Regions from separate parts of the Zea mays genome. Here region 2 is linked to region 1. Evidence: chromatin contacts called from public Hi-C data. All regions are on one chromosome and are shown on one strand. Each heading gives the region's core, a stretch centred on a gene start, on an enhancer-like site or on the middle of the called end of the contact. The rest is flanking DNA. Distances are from core to core; before and after follow the strand shown. Region 1 holds the start of LOC118471899 (dirigent protein 16). Region 2 holds the start of LOC118471934 (xyloglucan galactosyltransferase KATAMARI1 homolog).

The links. Hi-C and Micro-C count contacts between places; a contact is called where the count stands out from the background.
Region 2: a Hi-C map of root tip shows a contact between it and region 1, with 9 times the contacts expected there. The contact joins the promoter of LOC118471934 here to the promoter of LOC118471899 in region 1. A contact is called at or near these places in 3 of 25 Hi-C or Micro-C datasets (ear, root tip and tassel).

Annotation. Positions count from the first base shown.
Region 1 is chr1:9,571,361-9,574,271 of Zm-B73-REFERENCE-NAM-5.0, forward strand. It overlaps LOC118471899 (dirigent protein 16), which reads left to right and starts at 1,617. Exons shown (of 1, transcript XM_035962598.1): 1 at 1,617-2,805. The coding sequence starts at 1,697. The coding sequence ends at 2,545. LOC103644420 reads left to right here. Exons shown (of 2, transcript XM_008667626.4): 2 at 1,445-1,587. The coding sequence ends at 1,566. LOC103631706 reads right to left here. Exons shown (of 7, transcript XM_008652738.3): 7 at 2,738-2,911.
Region 2 is chr1:9,769,377-9,772,281 of Zm-B73-REFERENCE-NAM-5.0, forward strand. LOC118471934 (xyloglucan galactosyltransferase KATAMARI1 homolog) reads left to right here and starts at 1,321. Exons shown (of 1, transcript XM_035962608.1): 1 at 1,321-2,905. The coding sequence starts at 1,686.

The sequences.
Region 1 (2,911 bases), core at 367-2,866:
TTCGCCAAGAATTCCCTGCTGCACCTGCTTGGGGGCAAGCAGGTCTCCAAGGGGGAGGGAGTGTTACGTCCACTACTCCTGAGCCGGCGTGCTGCTCTTCCGAGAATGAAGCCCAAGTCGCAGAAGCAGGCCCAAGAAGGGGAAGCCGTGTCCGCAGGCCCAGTTCTCGTCTACAGGGTTTTGTGTAGCCTAGAGGAGAGCTGTGAGAGAGAGAGTTAAATGGCGGCTGCCATTGTATGGATGCAGACTTGAACAATACGAACACAAAAAAATCCTGCAGATTCTGTCGTCCTCCCTTCTTCTTCCTCCTTGAGACTTCTTCTACCACTATTCCACCGCTGCTTCTAACAGAAAATGAACTAATTTCTCTTACGGGACGTTTGGATCCCTTTATTTTAAAGAAATTGGAATTCACTCGATAAAATAAGTTATTTAGTTTGGAATTTGATATTCCACCACTTTCCAACGTTCATATATAAGTCTATCTCAAATTCATTGGGTGGAGGATGGGAAATGATTTTATGCATTAGTAGAATTTATTTCTACTCTGTAACTTACATGACACTCTTTGTCTCACTCCTCTATAGTAAAAATGTAGCACATAAATATCTCTGACATCTTGTTAATAATAGTATACAAATATATTTTGTATAAAACCAAATTATCTTAATTGATATATATCTAAATTACTATTATTAGAATGAAATTCAATTCCAATGATCCAAACGAGGCGTTAGGAAAATAGAAATCTCTTACGCCCCGTTTGGATCATTGGAATTGAATTCCATTCTAATAATAGTAATTTAGGAATATATCAATTAAGCTAATTCGGCTTTATGCAAAATATATTTGTATATTATTATTAGTAAGATGTCGGAGATATTTATGTGCTACATTTTTACTATAGGGGAGTGAGACGAAGAGTGTCATGTAAGTTATAGATTAGAAACCAATTCTAGTAATGCATAAAATCATTTCTCACCCTCCACCCCATGAATTTGAGATAGGCTTATATCTGAACTTGGGAAAGTGGTGGAATGTCAAATTCCAAACTAAATAAGTTACTTTATTGAGTGAATTCCAATTCTTCTAAAATGAAGGGATCCAAACGCCACGTTAGGAAAATGGGTTTACCAAACTAGCTCTAAGAATAAATTATTTATTGAGAGAAGTATTAAACAGTTAACTGGATTCAGGCTAAAAGATCAGACACGTACTCCGGTTGCATCCGCAATCTTGCCCTGCATTTCAGTTCCAGACTTCCAGTCGTCCGGGGAATGAAATCGTCTCGAGAACGGTCACCGACAAGTTAGCTCTGGGCCAAGTCAAGCTTCAGCATTCAGCGTTAAATCAAGACACTGGGATCAGCATTTGTTTCAGCTTTTGTTTTCAAGTGTTCCTTTCGTTGAGATGAGACCAGCTAACATTTCACTTCATATTTCAGGCTCGTTGGTTCAGGTAGACCCACTTCAGTTCCTCACAGCTCAACTGCTTCACTCTTCCTCCGGACGTCCTTGGTCACAAATCAGGAACACATATGACACAACTACTGCACTCATTCATTAATGCCTTGGGATGCATATATAAAACCATTGTCTCGCCAATCGTTTAACTTACCCAGAAACACAAAGAAAAATATACACAGCTGATCGATCGAGCAGCAGAAACCTGCACGTCCAACCAACCAAAACCCAAGATGTCGAGCTTCTTCCCATTTCCGTCCGCCCCTCTCGCCGTTCTTCTCATCGTCACGCTCCACGCCTCCGCCATCCATGCGCAGATACCTGCCTCGGCAACGACCGGCGCCGCGGTGGCCGCCACAAACCCGCAGCCAGGAGGCAGTGGCACTGGCGGCGGCGTAGTGGGCGCGGGCGGGCCGGACGCGCCTCTGGAACTCTACATGCACGACATCCTGGGCGGGTCGAGCCCGACGGCGCGGCCCATCACCGGTTTGCTGGGCAACATCTACAACGGGCAGGTCCCCTTCGCGCGGCCCATCGGCTTCAGCGCGCCCAGGAACGGCGTGGCGATCCCCAACGCCAACGGGCAGGTGCCCACGTACAACGGCAACACCGGCATCCCGCTGGACACCGGCTTGTCCGGCGCCGGGTTCTTGCAGCCAGGGACTGGGAACGGCGGCGGCGCGGCGGCGGCGGCACCGGCGCAGGTGCAGCTGGGCCCCGACGGCCTCAGCCTCGGGTTCGGCACCATCACGGTCATCGACGACGTGCTGACGAGCGGGCCCGACCTCGGCGCGCAGCCGCTCGGGCGCGCGCAGGGCGTGTACGTGGCGAGCTCCGCCGATGGGTCGTCGCAGATGATGGCGTTCACGGCCATGATGGAGGGCGGCGAGTACGGCGACACGATCAACTTCTTCGGGGTGTACAAGGTGGGCACCCCGCTGTGCCGGCTGTCCATCACCGGAGGCACCGGCAAGTTCAAGGGTGCCTGCGGGTTCGCCGAGGTACGCCCGCTCATCGCTTCCGGCCAGCACGTCACCGATGGCGCAGAGACGCTGCTGAGGATCACCGTCCATCTTGCTTAAGTTGTGACCGTAAAGTAAGCCAGCGCTTGTCGGCTGTCGTGGCTGCAGTGAAGCCTGGGCTGTGTTGTTTCGGACGTGTCGAGGTCGTCGCCTCGTCGGTGGATGCATGCATGCATGCAATTGCAATGTAGTGTTTGCATGGGTCAAAAATTGTATTCGCCTCGTCTGCAGGGTGTACTACCAATTGTTAAATTAAAGCAGTACATGATGTCGTGTGGTTATTATACAAAAGATAATTCACATCCATTTTCTTGCATTTTCGCCCCACAAGCCAACAAGCCACAAGGGCCGTCGCCACGCAAGCGCCGGCGCGGAGATGACCTGCAAACCTTGAAGTTGTGCTGGCCATGTTGAACGATCTGTCAA
Region 2 (2,905 bases), core at 71-2,570, 200 kb after region 1:
CGGATCCTGCTGTCACGGGACGGCGTCGGCGTGACCTCTGCTGCTCGCTCTGCACCTGCCGGCCGGCCCGGCTGCCGCGCGAGCCCGGCACGTCACGCCTGCGGCCTGCAGGCCACGGAACTGACGTAGCGGCCGTGGCCACTGGACACGCGGCCGCCGTGACGCCGGGACAGCGCCACCGACGGCCGGCCGGCGCACGCACGTCTGTCTGTGTGGGTGGAGTGGAGCGCCGGCCGTCCCAGTCCCACGGTTCCCGGTTCCGGTTTTTTTATGTGCTGTCTCGGTCAGTCGGTCGCCTGCTGCCGCGGCGCTGTGGCTTTCGCGCACGGCGCACCTGTCCTTTGGATAGTTGGATCCATGTGACCTGTGCTCTACTACTCTTTGTCCTTTGCCCCGCAGCTGATCATGGTCATGACCTCCTCAACAGGTGTAAACAAAGCGCATCGGCAATGATTAAGCGGCCAGTTGTTGTTCTGTACTTTTGTAGTACTACATTGCCTGTATGACAAAGTCCAAGACAGAATGTAGGTCGGCTGAAAGTCCACTGGTCTGGTGTACTACTCCTGTTTCGTAGTACCTTTTTTTTTTACTGTGCTTATCAATTTCTAGGTCAACTGGTTTTTTGCGAATGGATTATTATTAATTGTTCGGAGAGTACCGACTGTTGAGAGTTTTCTGCCACATTATAGTCGACCCCCACGACGTACAGCCCCAGACGATGCTGAAGTATACTCTATCTATCAATGGTAGCTTCGTGGTCGGGCGACATGTTGTTCCATCATCCATCTGATGTCAGGGTTAACTCGCATGCCAAATGCACATGACAGCGGGTGAAAAAGAGGTGACGGGCGTGCACTTGATGACCACCGTTTCGACGCTGCTTGCCGATGTCAACACGCTGTCGCCATCCGACGGTGCAAGCCTGCCACTGCCACGGTACAAGACAAGATTTCAACTTGCACAGCGTCTGGAAAGCACCCCAACCTCTCAGTCCCAGGCCGCAGCAAGACACGGGCACGGTCCGCGTGCCACAGCTGTAGACCACACCAGCAACGACTCACGCCGGTGACCGGGGAAATTGTCCGCGTAGTCACTCTCCGCAGTCACGCTCCCCATTCCGTTCCCGGCGTTGCTGGCTTTCTCCGTCCCCACTGGCCAGCGGCCACCGCCACGTCGGCTACGCGCACGCCACTACTGCCCCACGTCCCGCGCAACCGGCTGCCCCACCCAGCACCGAACACGCCCGGCCGCCACGTCTCTCCCCCGTCCGTCCCCGCCACCGGCAATAATAAACGCCCGTGCCCAGTTCAAAAGCCTCCAAATCGCAGGCTACATACAAAATCCCACGCCGGCCGGACGCTAGCGAAAGCCTCTCGCGCTCCGCCTCCGTCGTCCGGAGCGCCCGCGTAAAGCCAAACACCAAAACCTCCCTTTTCCCCCGTTCCGTTCCGTTCCGTCCCGTCCCGTCCCCCACTCCTCCTCCAACCCCGGTCTCGCGCGATCCGCCGATCCGGTTTCCCCGCGCCCGGCCGCCCGTCCCGATCCCGCCGCTGTTTCGGCGGCCCGGTTCCGCCCTCCGTCCGTCGCCTTGCGGCGGCCTGGCGTTGATGTGGCGTGGCACGGGGCCCGTGCTTCGGTTTTGAGAGCTACCCGTGTCGGTGCGGAGAGGCCCGGGGCGGTCTTCAATGAGGCGGCGGCCGGTCCTGCCGGCCCACCACGACGACGTGGACAAGGGCGGCGGCAAGCCGGCGTCGTCGCGCCTCTGCTTCCTCGCCACGCTCTGCGCCATGTTCTGGGTCCTCATCTTCTACTTCCACTTCGCCGTCGTCTCCAACGACCCCGCCGCCTCGGCGGCGCAGGGCGCCGAGGCTCGCATTGCCGGCGCCCACACCCGCATTCCCGAACGCGACGGCGCGTCTCGCGTCGACGTTCCCCTCGCCTTCGCCTCGGAGCCGCCTCCGCCGCCGCCTCCTCCTCCTCCTCCTCCTGCCGCGCGGCCCAAGGAGGCGGAGGACGAGGTTGCCGCCGGAGTCCGCCGGGAGGAGGCGCCGCCCGAGGTCGCGGCGCCGTACCCGTTCGAGCGGGCGCTCAGGACGGCGGAGAACCAGAGCGACCCCTGCGGCGGCCGGTACATCTACGTGCACGACCTGCCGCCGCGGTTCAACGAGGACATGCTCCGGGACTGCGAGAAGCTCAGCGTCTGGACCAACATGTGCAGGTTCATGAGCAACGACGGGCTCGGCCCGCCGCTGGGCAACGAGGAGGGCGTGTTCTCCGACACCGGCTGGTATGGCACCAACCAGTTCTCCGTGGATGTCATCTTCGGCAACAGGATGAAGCAGTACGAGTGCCTGACCAAGGACTCGTCCGTTGCCGCGGCGGTGTTCGTGCCGTTCTACGCTGGGTTCGATGTGGCAAGGTATCTCTGGGGCTATAATATCACGACGAGGGATGCGGCGTCGCTTGATTTGGTGGAGTGGCTGATGAACAAGCCCGAGTGGAGCGTGATGGGTGGGCGGGACCATTTCCTGGTTGCCGGGAGGATCACCTGGGATTTCAGGAGGTTGACGGAGGAGGAAGCAGATTGGGGCAGCAAGCTGCTTTTCTTGCCGGCTGCAAAGAACATGTCGATGCTCGTGGTGGAGTCGAGCCCGTGGAATTCAAATGATTTTGGAATACCATATCCTACGTACTTCCACCCGGCCAAGGACGCTGAGGTTTTCCTTTGGCAGGATAGGATGAGGAGCTTGGAACGCCCATGGCTGTTCTCGTTTGCAGGCGCTCCACGTCCTGGTGATCCAATGTCCATCAGAGGGCAGCTCATCGATCAATGCAGGAGCTCAAGCCTTTGTAAATTGTTGGAGTGTGACCTTGGGGAGAGCAAGTGCCACTCCCCGAGCACAAT